2 separate regions of the Monodelphis domestica genome follow, and region 1 is linked to region 2. Evidence: chromatin contacts called from public Hi-C data. All regions are on one chromosome and are shown on one strand. The core of a region is the stretch at or near the end of the contact, and the rest is flanking DNA. Distances in the headings are between cores, read along the strand shown. Region 1 holds the start of TBL1X (transducin beta like 1 X-linked). Region 2 has its middle 160 kb from the start of TBL1X.

Evidence for each region. A called contact is a pair of places that touch in the nucleus more often than the background predicts.
Region 1: a contact with region 2 is called in a Hi-C map of limb, with 7 times the contacts expected there. The contact joins the promoter of TBL1X here to the enhancer-like site in region 2. A contact is called at or near these places in 2 of 2 Hi-C or Micro-C datasets (limb and spleen and liver).

What each region holds. Positions count from the first base shown.
Region 1 is chr8:227,656,911-227,664,063 of mMonDom1.pri, reverse strand. TBL1X (transducin beta like 1 X-linked) reads right to left here and starts at 4,823. Exons shown (of 17, transcript XM_056808020.1): 1 at 3,914-4,823.
Region 2 is chr8:227,495,695-227,502,847 of mMonDom1.pri, reverse strand. No RefSeq gene overlaps it. Among named protein-coding and RNA genes, the nearest start is that of TBL1X, 160 kb to the left of the region's middle. Within about 2 kb of position 1,792, at least 1 of the 2 cell types and tissues checked has open chromatin away from gene starts, as enhancers often do. A contact at or near this core is called in limb, where this site is marked.

The DNA.
Region 1 (7,153 bases), core at 3,574-6,073, 160 kb before region 2:
TGGGGGGGGGGGGGCGCTTAGTAAATTACAAAATTCAATGAATGGGACCCACCATCACTCATTCAGAGTACTTTACACTTTATAAATTGCTTTCCTCATCATGAATAAGGAAAACACTAAGAAGGAAGAGATCTACTGAAACACAGGTTCTCACTGGGTTCTCAAAGACTAGACTGACAAAGCACAACCTCCCTTCCTCTAGGATGGAAAGGCTTGGGGAAATAGTCCCCAGCCAAGGATGGGCATAACCTGTACTTAAGGCCAAAATATTTTTCAGATTTTGTAAAAATGGAAGTCTAGGGTTCAAATCTCCATTTTTACAATTTTCATATGGTAATGGTTTTTTTGGAAAATAGATCAATCTATAAATATTTATTCATTAAGCATCTACTATGTCCTAGATAGGGGAGATACAATGACCAAAATGAACGGTTCACGTACAAGATAATAAATAGCACACGCATATATGTGATGATATATTCAAAATGAACTGGAAATGTAGAGAGAATATAAAAAATGCTATGCATTCAGATGTTTTTCAATGAATTCCTATTTTATTCATTGCAATAGTACCTATTTTTTAAAAATAGTAGTACCTATATGTGTAAGACCAATTTATTTATAAATAAATGTATATATTTATTCATTTAATTTACTATTGTTATATATTAATAAAATTTAATATATTTATAAATGTTATATTCCTACATGTATTATATAGAATGCATATTATATGCATTATATAATATATATTATTTATTCATCTATATTTTATTCAATTTATATACTTATTCAACCCATATATTCAAAGTTAGAGCATTTATTCAATCTATAGAAAGTTTGGTTATTTATTGTACATCTATTGTCAGGGAATATATTTTGTTGGCTGTAAATAAAGAACAACATGGCGAAGGGCACATCCTTTGCCTCTCCAAGTCTAGGGAGCTTTTTGCCTAGCAGTTGGGACCAAGTGGCTTCCAAGAAAGTCCAGCGATGGGCAAAGGACTGGGGGGCTAAGAATGCCATTTAGCTAAATTTGGGGAGCCCAAGCAATTTATAAACCTACTAGGGTTTGCCCTCCATGTCCCCCCCCTGAAGCCATCACAGATCCAAGTAGGAGGATTCTATTTTATTCCCCCTTTGCTGATGGGACTGACTTATTGTGACAGCTGAATCGTGGCCAGTTTGGGACGGGGCTCTGGGTCCAGTCGGGGTGTCTTGCTGGGGTTCTGATGGCTTTTGAGGGAAAGAGCTGTGAGGAGGAAGGAGCCACTAGGAACAGAATCCAGGCTAGGCAGCCAGCCAAAGGAGGGAACTCTTCTGGGTGGCTTCACTATAGGGTAAACTAGAAGGATTCAAAAGAAGTTAAAAGTGGTTGGAAGTTACTCCAGAGAGGGAGAGGGCCAACTAATCAAATTACCCACTCTAGAGTTTCCTCTGGTCTTCATTGTTGGGATTATGGTATTCATGATGGAGCCCAGAGTGGAGTGAAAAATCAAGGAGGACCCAAGCAGGACAGGAAAGCTTGTGCCTTGGAGGAAGAGCCCTGAGGGCAAGGAGAGCCTTCCAAGGTCCAGAACAGCCCACCGGAGGGGCCCCATTCATTCACAAAAGTTCCCAGAGTGGAGGACACAGTCTGCTGACCCCTTTCTTTTCAAAGAAATCAATTTCCTCCTACCTAGATCGGGGTGACTTTCATAAGGGGCAAAAACATTTAAATAATGTTATGAAATATTTTACATCCACTTTCTTCTCCAAATGATCTTTCAGAAGGCGTCTGGGCTCCTGAAGGCTTGTTTGGGGGCAAATCTCTTCCCAGGTGAACCCTCGGGGCACACGCAGGACGCCCGTGACACCCCTGAGGCCTAAACACACGCGGGACAGCGAGATAAAACTTACCATGTTTGTCCCACAGGTGTGTGAAGTTTCCAAGTGTGGGCAAGTGATCAGTTAGGTTCAAGGAAAGGATCTGTGCCCAGTCAGCCCCCTCCAGGGGGGAGGGGGGTTATTATCACCCTACGTTGTCTATATACCCAGTTGTAAATTTCCCCTGAAATATACATTATCTAGTCAATTTTGCATCTCAAAATAATGAGCATATTAAAGTCCTCATTATCTCACACTATATCGACTGTGTGTGCATGTTTGTTGTTGGTTTTTTCCTAATGCTAGTAGGTCCTAAGATAGCTGCACACCCTGTGGTTTGTAAAAAATAATGAAGGGCCGTGGCCTTTTTGGAAGGTAAGTACACATGGCCCGGGAGAAAGGTTTCTCTCGCCCTCCCCCTCAGCTCGGTCGCTATGCCCCTCCCCCTTTCAGGTTAAAAGTGAGTTCTGGTGCCTGCAGGAAAAGAAAAATATCATGTAATAAGGGGGGGAGGGGGGAGCCTTTGTAGAAATTAAGAAATATTTCACGGATCGGATCGGAGTTTGTTTCTGTCCCCCTCCCTCACACACACCCCCAACAGTGTTATTGACTTGAAATGCAATCCCCAGACGTCTAACTTTTAGTATTTTCACAGCAATAATGGCTTAGAGACTAGAATAATATGCTATTAAACAGGTCCGGCGTGGGGGGGGGGGGGCAGCCTCCTCTCCCAGGCCCCCTCCCCTCCCCCGCCCCCAGGATGGGTGAAAGGAAACCCTAGGAAGTCAGATATCAAAATGACTGGCCGGATCCCAACCGTCCCAAAGTAGCAAAGCGGAGAAATCGGCAAGCCGTGAGTGCAGGAGTTGCTGGGACGGAGGCAGGCAGTCCCAGGCTTGGGAAGCCGAGGGTGTCTCCGGGGCGAGCCCACCCTTTGGGAAGGGGGTGGCGATTCCGGCGGCGGGGGCCCTGAAATGCACAACTCCAGCGAGTCCTCTTGTGCCATTAACAACGTAAGCAACAGGTCTGCAATTTTGTTTTCTGGTGAAGTGGGCAACCTCCGGCACACACTTTAATAAAAGCCACCCTCCATCTATTTCATAACATTGAGCACTGTTCCCACTAGTTTGCTGAAGGGGGAGGGGAAGAGTGGCTTTCAAGTTACTTGACAAGTACGGCGAATTGTGCTTCAAAAAACACACAGACATGCACACCCACGAACTTATTTAACTCCTTGGAGTTCCACTTTGATCCATTTTCTCGAGTGTAATTCCAATCCTTGCTGTAGCTAATACTGTAGATGAATGGGATTCCCCTCCCCCACCCTGGGCTGGTGGAAATTCCACACCATCTGCAATGTGAATACCTTACATTTAGCAGTTTTCCCAATTAAAAATACAGCCCCTGAAAGCCAAGTGATTATTCCAAAAACTCTGCTCCAAACTTATTGATCTTTCTTTTCCAGCCCAAAACAAAGACGGGGAGAAGGGGGGGAGGGAAAAAAAAGCCAGTCTCAGGAGCACTTCAGGAGCTAACACATTTTGTTATTGTTCAAAAGCCTTAAAAATTTCACCACCGTCTCCAAACCTAAGCCAACAATCACAAAATAATCACAATTATAAGCCTTTCCTTGGAGAAAGCCAGCCACTTTTGTCCAGATGATTTAAGACAACAAAACCACATAACACACACTATAGATACTCAAGAGCAAAACGTGGGGAATCCTAGGAGAAACAGAGCCATAAATCCATTGGGGGGTGGGGGGGTGGGACGAGCAAAATAAATAAATAATAACCACCACCAAAAAAAAAGAAAAAAAAAAGAACCCGGGGAAGTCTGTTGCATGGGGGGGGGGGGGAGGCATGGCAAGCAGGGGCCAGTTGATCAGAAAATTGCAATACACACACACATATATACACACACACTCCACCTCCCTTCCCCCTCTCTCCCTCTCCCTCTCTCTATCTCTGTCTCTCACTCACTCTGTCTCTTTCTCCCCCCTCCCCAAAAAGGTCTAAGTGATGAATAATCAGCCCTCCAAACTCACCTCACTCCAAGTATATTAAAGGCAATGCTTTTCACTCCTGGAAGCAGCGGGGTAAAAGCCTCAACTTCTGTTGGAAACACACAAGACTTTTCTTTCACTTGCTGTACATGGTGTAACTCTTCTTTTTTTCCAAGGTCCCAGCAAGCGTTAAAGGAGACTGTAAATCCCAACTCTCCCCCCTCCCCCTCCTCTTCCTCCTCCTCCTCCTCCTCCCCCCTCTGCACACACCGAAATGCAAAGGAAGTCCCAGAGAGTGGGAAGAGGAAAATGGAAAGTTTTTTTTTTTGGTTTGGGTTTTTTTTTTTTTGGGTGCGGAATGGCGGTCAGGAGGTGCTGCTGCTTGGCTGCTTGCGGCTCACTAATTCATTAGCAGAGTTAGTGTTTGATGTGTGTCTGTGTGTGTGTGTCTGTGTGTACGAGGTGAGGGGTGGGGGTGGGGAGAGGGAGGGAGGGAGGGAGAGAGAGAGGGGGAGAGAGACAGAGAGAGAGAGAGAGACAGAGAAGAGGGTGAGGGTGGAGAGGGAGACAGAAACAGAAGCAGCTACCCCTCGGAAAGAGAAAAGAGACAAGAGATCCACACTGAGACTGAGACAGAGACAGTCAGCGAGTGACCTCCTAGGGGGAAAAAAAATCCAGCACGCTGACCTGAACTAGGCAAAGAAGGGGTGGGGTGGGGAACCACCTTTTTTTTTTCCCTATTGCACACACACCCTCTCCAAAATGCAACCCCTCCCCCCTCCTGCAAAAAAAAAAGAAAGAAAGAAAAAGAAACTTAAACCACAACTAGACAAGAACCCAGCCAATCACCACCCCACCCCGGGGGGTGGGGGGAGGGCAAAAATAGAAAAAAATAAAATAATTCCCAACTATCCTAACACAGCCAGCATTTAGATTGTTCCCTTCTAAAATTCGGCTGCTTGAAAACACCTCCCCTCCCCCTCGTTTGAAAAAATATATATGAGCTCTGTTGTGTGCAGTTTTGCAAAATAAGCCCGGGTGGATGAGCAATAGTGTGTACATATGTGGATGAAATAAGGCATATATGCATATGGAAGGGGGTTCTGGGAGAGGAAGGTTGTGGGGCTGGTGTTGTTATTGTTGTTGTTGTTGCTGCTGCTGCTGCTCCTAGGGTGGAAAGGCGTTCCAGCCTCCACACTGGTTTGCATTATCTTCTCCAGGTTTCAGATAGTTATTTACAAAGTATTTTTCTTTCTCCTGGTTTACTTTACACAGATCTAACTCCCCAATTCTAGGGCTCTCTCTCTCCCTCCTCCAAGCATGGGGCACTCACCTAGCCCTTGTGAGTTTAATCCAATTAAACAAATACTCCAAAATACATTGGGGGGGGGGTTGCCTGGATCCTACATTTTCAGGACGGTGGGGTGGTCTGGTTTGGCTTTGGGGGAGGGGGAGGGGAGGGTGGTAAGCCTTGTAATAAGTGGCTAGTACTGTACTTAGCAATCCACAGCATTACCTTATTTGATCTATTTGTCTGCGAGAAGAGAAAAATCGTTACTTTGGACGGGGCAGGTCCCTTATCAAAAATGTAAACATGAAAAATGCAAATGCCATCGTAGTATTATCAATCACGAAGGATGCAAAACGATTGTGTCTACACCATCATTAGAACACATCAAAAATATAGACTTACACAGTCTCCATAATTGTGAATCAGCAGAATGGATTTTTATTATGTATCACTTGCAATTCAAGACCCCCAAAAGGTTTTGTTGATGTTCTTTTGCCTTGAACCTGCCCTTCTTTCCTTATTTGTCCCCTGGATTTGTACAGATTGATACTGAGGTATTACATTCAATCGAAAAAAGAAGGGTGCGATACAAAACCAATGCAAGTAAATGATGCAACATTGCCCTGGTTACATGTGCTTCCCTTCCCCCAATCGCTTACTGGTGGGAGTGCTGTGTTTTTTCCGCCTGTAGGGTCACATTGTGGTTGATTGATTCTCCTTTCGCCTTGCTCAGTCATTCAGATTTGGAAAGTAAATAACAAGTTGACATCATTACAGCTCTCTGCATTACTGTGACACATTCCTCTGGTACCACACACTCTCTATTAGCTGCGCAGCAAAACAAACCCTCCCTCCAGCCTGGGAGCCCAGGATTTTGTTAGTTGCTTTGTCAGAGGACTGAACTTGGTAAATGACTTGCCTTTCTATTTCAACTTACTTAGCCGGTGCCAATACTTAAATGATGAAGAATCTGTAGAAATGCTCATATGAATAAGCTTTCTGGCTACCTGTACAGAATTTGCAGCCAGGTTACAGCAACAATACCCAGCTAATGAATAGAATTCAGCATTCATCCTGGCTTTTTAATAACGTCTGATGATAATTACTTGAATTTTGGGGAAAAAACAATGAATGGATTTTTTATTGAAATTAACCATTTATCTCTTAGACTTACTTCAGTGGAAGGACCCTGAGGGAATATTGAAAGGTTATCTGTCTTATCTTCTGGCAGAATTACACTCACACAGACCTGTAAATAAGAATTCTAGCACCTAGGGCAAATTCAATGGCAGAGGAGAAAAGGGGAGCAAACTTATGGACAAAAGACCCTCGAAATGGGGTGAAACTCAGACCATTCATCCCTGCTGGAGTGGATCAAGACTCTAGACTTCCTCCTTCATTCCCCAAATAAGAACAACCATTCCATGTGAAAGACATAGTAGACATTGCGGAGGCAATTAGTTCAATTCCTGGACCCATTCCAGAACCCATCTTCAGCTTCCCTAGTGCAATGGAGGAAGGACATGAGGTACAAGAGAACACCAACAGCTGGACATAGACTTGCTCCTCTGCTCCTTCCAGTGCCCTTGACCCTTCCAAAAGAGATCTGGTTATTCATTTAACTAAATTTTCCACAGAAAGATGTTTCTAGAATTTTTCCCTCATAATGAAGTTAGGCATAATCCATCCCACTGAAATGTTAGCCTATTTCCTTTCATCCTGTTCTGGTTAAGAACCTAGATTAACTGTTACATTAATCTAATTTACTGATTCTTCATTGATAGTCTATTATTATAGGAAAGGGGCAGGTCTTAGGCAAAAAGGAAGGCAGTGGAATGAAATAGAAAGCATATTCAACTGAGTCAGAAACGTGGGTTCTAGTCCTGATTGTGCCACTAAATAAGAATAACATAACTCATAATTTATGTGATGCTTGCCAATTTATAAGTTGCTTCTCAGATATTATCTTTTCTCTATCCTACAAAAAGAAA
Region 2 (7,153 bases), core at 543-3,042:
GGTGGCTTGAGGAAGTTATTTGTCATTTATTTTTCTTTTTATATTCCAGACTAAAGTTTAGGGTGACAGAGGGAATTCACTTAAAACTATTTGGAAAGAGGTTTTCCTATATACTTAGTTTATAGGCATTAAAAAAGTTGAGAACTAGCCAATTCAATAATAGCAAGTCAAATGCAGATAAAACCTCCAGGAATAAAAACATCATTCCATTGGGGATGATGCATTTATTAATAATTTAGAACAGGTGTGAATCTCTTTTGCCCCTTTACTATTTTTGAATGTCCCTGATTTTCCAAATAATGAATTCATGGGAAGTGAACTTGGGGATTTAATGTCACAAAAATTATATAAACTACAATCACCCACTACTCTTGTTAAAATATGCATGTTTCTAAGAAGAGTGAGTATTCCCTCCTCACAAAAAAGTAGATTCTTTGTCCTTGTGTACAGCCATTGGGAAGGTAGACAATCCCCTAAAAGTATCATTCTAAATCTCTTGGATAAGTTTATTTGCCAATGCTATTCAAGCAAATGAAGCATTTCAATTGTTTCCCTTGACCTTTTAACCCACCCTTTTCTCTTCTTAGAGGTTAAAGGACAAGAATGACCTGCCTCTGGCTCAGAGTTCCTTCCCTAACATTTTTATCTTAACCACAGGAAACTTATCCAACGGGGTTAAAAACAACAACGACAACAAAATAGCAAGCCCCCAAACCCTTCTCCCCCGCGCACACACGTTAGCCGAGGCAGAGAGGATCATTTATCGGAGCCTTAGAATGAGGGTTGAGAGAAGAAAAGGAAGTCGGAGTGTCTGGGTTAGGGCTGTATTTCTGCAATTGATCACTGAGCCCACAATCGCGAAGTAGGTGAAGAAAATGTTTTCAAGAGTTGAGAACAAAGGGAAGTAAAGACTTCATGGAGCAATGCTCTCCCGAGACACCGGTGTTTCGTAACATGATTAAAGGGTTAAGACCGAGCTTCTTAGATAACAACCTAAAATCCTCTTTTGAAACAATTTCACAATATGAGACTTCAGAGGTCACCGTTTATAGATGCAAAAGAATAATTAACCGGCCATAACACTTTTCTGGTTTCTCTCTCACAGGTTTAATTACAAGTTGACTAGGTGGGAACAGACCTCCAAACTTTGGCTGCAGGGCTCCCAGGGGAGGTCAGACCCTTTCGGGGTGGGTGGGGGGGAACGCCCTCCCCTCCCGCTTTTGTTCTCTGCTTAAAAACTAAGGCTTCAAATGTTGATGCAGGAATTTCCTTTCTTACCACCCTTCCCCTCCTCCACCGTGTCTTCCTCGCTAACGTTCGGGACCCACAGCTCTTTACCTTTGTACCCCACACCCACTCAGCAATAGCCAGTTCTTCCTGGTTTCTCCTGGGTTTATCTATTATCTCCATTCTCAGTTCCCTTAAGGGAGGGATCTCTTTTTGCAAAGGCCCTTTAAACCTACCAGACCCTTGGGGGTGCTAGAATCCCAATGTGTGTGGGGGGCACACAGAACTAGATTCCTGCCGGGGGGGGGGGGGGGGGAAGGGTCACATCAAAGACTGGAGAGGATTCACGCCCCGTCTCCCTAAAGCAATTCGAGGCGGTGTTTCCACACCCCCAACCCCCCGCCCCGTAGAAGTGAGTGCCCAGCTTTTCGAAACTCTTCGGTAATTCTTTTCCTGCTCTGGGAGCTGGCGTTGACCTCTTAACAAAGAACAGGTTCAAGCTGCTTCCCCTCCTCCACCCCAGGAGACTGATGAGGGTCACGTGACCTTTCTAGACAGCACAGAATTTGGATGGTAATATGTAGCGGTGGGGGAGGGGAAGCGGCAGCCAGCTCGCACACGGCTCCGCTGTACGGGAGGTGGAGTGCGAATGGTGGGGGCGGGGAGTGGAGCTGGAGGAGGAGGGGAGGGGGGAGGGGAAGAGAGGAAAAAGAAGAGGGGGAGGGGAGTAGAAGGAGGTGGGAGGAGGAAGGAGGAAGGGGGAGGGGAGAAGAGACCAGCCCAGACCAGCTTCCATTCCAGAGACTCATTAAGATGCAAATGCCAAATATTTTTACCAGACTGTATAAATTTACAGTTTCCTTTTCAGCCTAACCAGACAATGTTAAAACACACTAAATTTTCTGAATGCAAATCAAACATAGGCTATCTCCTTTTAGACTTAATTAAGGCCTTATTTTAAAAGATAATAAAAAAGGATTGAAAAATTTGATCACAAAAAAGGTCTGGGTCTTTTATTATTATTTTAAATATTATAAATTACTGACAAAAATGACCCCAATCTTCCTTGATAATAAATAACAGGAAACTTAGTTAAACATTTGTTATTGTTTACAAATATATTATGACACTTTCCAGTGGGAAGAGGATGTTCTAAACTATTGGGGTACATCCAGGATACACTAACCTTTATTGTGTATTAACCCGTTGTCAAGTTGGTATGGACCCCTTCTCAGAATGTTTTTTATTTTTTATTTCATTAAATATTTTCCAATTTACATGTAACAATATTTTTAAATACATAAAATAAAATCTATAGGATTACAAAGAAAACCAATTATACAGAAATATAGTTATGCTAACTTTTCTGTGTTACTGACTCTTGGCAGCCTGGGGTGCCTGTATATCCTTTCTCAGAATAATGTTTTTTATTTAAAAAATATATATATATGACTTTTCATTTATTTTTTTGAACATTTCCAATTATATGTAATATTAGAATTATGTTTTTAAATGCATAAAGTAAAATACATAGAATTACAAAGGAAACCAATCATTCTGAAAGTTATATTAACCTTTTCTGTGTTATTGACTCCTTTGGCAGCCTGGCAGACCGTTTCTCAGAATAATGTTTTTAATTTTTAAAAATATGTATGATTTTTCATTTACCTCATTGAACATTTCCAGTTCCATATAACATTAGAATAATGTTCTTAAATGTCTAAAATAAAATACATAGGATTACAAAATAAACCAATTATACTGAAAGTTACATTAACCTTTTCTGTATAATTGACCTTTTTGACAGCTTGGGGTAGATTTTGGACCCTTTCTCAGCATAATATTTTAAAAATACATTTCTATTTATTTCATTAAATATCTCCCAATTACATGTAACATTAGAATAATGCTTTTGAAATGAATAAAACACATAGGATTACAAAGGAAACCAATTATGCAGAAAGTTACACTAAGCTTTTCTGTGTAATTGACCCCTTTTGGCAGCTTGTGGTAGCCTATGGTGCTTTTCTCAGAATAATGTTTTATTTATTTATTTTAGAATAATGTTTTTTAAATGCACAAAATAAAATGCCCAAGATTACAAAGGAAACTAATTATACAGAAATACAGTTATAAAGCATTTAAAAAAATACCAAGTTCATAGACCCCGGGTTAAAAGACCTCTTCTAGCTAGACAAGACAGTTTGCTAACCTCCCCTCCCCCACAGGATAAATCCGAACAAAAATACGCCCTTTCTAGGTTACTAACTATTCAGTAGCTGCCAGTAAGCCTACTTCACCACTCCCTCCGCCTCCCTGCCCCCACACTAGAAAAGAAAACAAACAGAAAACCCAAACCCACCCCAAAACAAATCCCAAAAGGAAAAAAAAAAAACTCCTTTGGATCAGTCTTTCTGACGTAGGTTGTGCAAGTTGTATGTGCATGTGTGTGTGTGTGTGTGTGTGGTTGGGGGGGGGTTCTGCCCTTTCTTTTTCCCACTTTAGAGATAGTTAAGTCCTTTAAATGCCATTTTGTGCACACATAACTTAAAAATGGTTCTGGCTCAGGGGAAAGAAATTGGCAAACATATAGTTCACAATCTGTTCCCATAACGTGAAGCCAGATGAAAAAAAAATACACAAAAAACCATTCGTTCCTCTGTGCCAGGTTATGCAACTCCTCCAAAAGGTTTCAGGCTTTGTCTGGGAGCTGGGGGAGGGGAAAGGGGGAAGGATCAGATTCAGGCATTCTAGGGGAGGCTGCCTTATGGGCGTGGGTTTCCTGGGTTTTCGAGTTTTAGCAAATTGTCGTTTTGCACTTTGAGGAGCTTAAAAAAAAGTCACACGTATATTTTAGCTGGCTGGTTTGTGAATTTGCAAACGGGGGGGGGGGGTGGATTTTGTATACGTGTCATAGACGGCAAAGTTTCTTGGGGCTGGGGGGTGGGGTGGGGTGGGGTGATATTGGCTGTCTCCATAAATGAAAGATGAAAGATGGTCTTGATTTGTGGGAGGAGCAGGCTTTGTAAGAGCACTTTAAAAGCCTTGATGCCTGGAGGGGTGTGGAAAGAGAAATCGCATCCCTTCTGCACTCTGGCTGCTATGTAGCTGCGGTTGCACTGTGTTATGACTTTGTGAATGCCAGGGTCAGGCAACTCTGAAAGGAGGACATAGCCGCGGGGATATGGGGGGTGGGGGAGGGGGCAAAGTACAGTCCCTGGCACTCTTAGCGCCAGCAATCCACTCATGTGACAGCTGTATTCCTGGATCTCTTTGATGGAGGACTAGTTTATGCACAAGATAATAATAACCACAGCTCCTCATTATGTAAGCTTACCAAAACGTTTACATGTATTTTCTCACTTACATCGATCCTGTGATTTGTAGGTGCTACCATTGCCCCCATTTTACAGATGACAAAACCAAGAGTTAGGCTGAAAGGACACACGCAACATTCTGTCTCCTGGACAGTTTCTATTAAAACCCATGAAAGGATTTGTCTATGGATACATAAGTGGGCAAGCAGGATTTGAATCCAAGATTTCCAGCGGACTAGTTCAGTCCTCCATCCGCTACCATTTGCCTGCCTAAGCTCAGGGGAGCCAAGAATTGTGAAGGGACCCCAAACTATGACATGAAGAAGGAGGAGGAAACTAAGTTGGGGAAGGAAAGACCTCAGGGAGCTAGGATAGCTGAGATAAGACTTCAGTTAGTCACTTGAGCAGTTAATAAACTCTAAAGGCAAAAACAGTATCTACTTCAAGGAGTTAATATTGAGAAGAGAAAGACATACATAAACGACTGGGTACAGGCATACCTTGCTTGCCCTTCAAAAGATACTGTATTTTTTACAATGGAAAGTTTGTGTCAACCCTATGTTTAACAAGTCTGTGGGCACTAGTTTCCCCACAGCAAGTCCCCCTACCACATTTTGTTAATTCTCACACCATTTCAAGTTTTTTCACTGTTGTTAAAGCTATTATTATAGCTGTTATGGTGATCTGTCATCAGTGATCTTTGATGCTACTCTTGTAATTATTTTGGGGTATCATAGACTGTGCCTGTAAGAACCAACAAAATTAATTGAGAAATATTGTATATGTTCTGACTGCTTCACTGGACCATCAGTTCTCCCATCTCTCTCCCTATCCTCTGGCCTCCTTATTCCCCAACACATAACAATATTGAAATTAAGCCAATTAGTAATTATACAATGGCCTCTAAATGTGCAAGTGAAAGGAAGAGCCAGTTGATTTGGCAAAATTTATTGTTGTTTTGTTTTAAATACGAATAAAAATGAAGCCATACTGGCCTTCAGCAACCAGCACCCCATACTAGCCATCAATGTGGAGGTAAGACCTTCCACCAGCAAGATGAAGACTCTCTAAAGGCTCAGACGATGGTTAGCATTTTTTAAAACAATAAAGTATTTTAAACTAAGAAATGTACATTTTTTGAAATAATATTAATCCACATTTAATAGACCACAGTGTCATATAAATATAAGTTTTATATGCACTGGGAAACCCCAAAATTCATGTGACTCACTTTATTGTGGTGGTCTGGAACCTAACCTACAATATCTCTGAGGTAAGCCTGTAAATATAAGATATATACAGAGTAGATGGAAAATAATAGGGAAAAACACTAGCAGTTTGGTCTCCCTAGCCTTCTGTAGAAGAAGGGGATTTGAGCTCAATCTTAAAAGTATGGAAACCTTGAGGAGGCAGAGGATACCAAGCATGGCAGATAACCAGTTCAAAGACATGGAAAAGAGATGGAATTTACTATGCAAAAAAACTCAAACAAAACAAAACACCAGCAAATGAATCAATGTAGCTGAATCATAAGCAAGTGACAGGGAATAAAGTATTAAGAGTAATGGAGAGGTTGGAAGGAACCAGGCTATAAGGAGCTTTATATAATAAGAGAATTTTATATTTTCTTTTCAAAATAATAGGAACTCAATTGAATAAAACAGATTTCCAAGCATTTCTGAAGAAGAGCCCAGACTTAAAGAGAAAATTTGATGCCCAAATACAAAATTCAAGAGAAGTATAGAAAGGTAAACAAGAAAGAGAAAAAAATGTAAGGGCTTCAATTAAAGTCAAATGGTTTTTATTTCTATATGGAAAGACAATATCTGTAACTGTTAAAAATTGTTTTCAGTATCATAGTAATTAGAAGAAGTATACATAGAGGGGATGGTAGTAAGCAGTTTAGGATGATATATCAAAAAAATACTAAAATTGGGGTGAAAAGAGGGTAATATTAAGAGAAATGGGAAAAGAAGTAAAATGGGGTAAATTATATCACATAAAGAAATAATAGTGTTTATTGAGTAGAGTAGTGACCTAGGCAGATCTGTGCTTTAGGAGAATCATTTTTGGTTGCTGAGTGGACTAGAGTGGGAAGAATTCCAGGCAGGTAGACCATTTAGAAGACTTTGGGCAGTCATCTGGGTAAGAGGTGATGAGGGTCTGAGTAGGGTGGGTTTGGCTTGTGTAGAGGAAGGCATATGGGACACATATTACAAAGGTAGGAAGGACATGATTTGGCAACTGGTTTTATATATAGGTTGTAGATTTTGCAATGAAGAGATTGTTAGTAACTTTGGAGAGTGAAGTTTCAGTTGAATAATGATGGTGGAAACTGGATTGTGGAGGGTTTAGGATAGAGAGGAGATGACTTTCCCAAGGAGTTTAACTGAGGAGATAGAGATATAAGGGGGTAAATTAGCAAGGATGTGTAGGATCAAGTAAGTTTTTTGGGGGGTGTGTGTGTGTTTTAAGGATGGGAGGTTTGTAGGCAGTAGGGAGGAGTGGGTAAATAGGAAGAGACAAGATTAGAGTGTGGGAGCAATGGGGGGACAATCTGCAAGAGAAAGTGGGAGAGCATGGGATCAAGGGCACATTTAGAAGGGTTA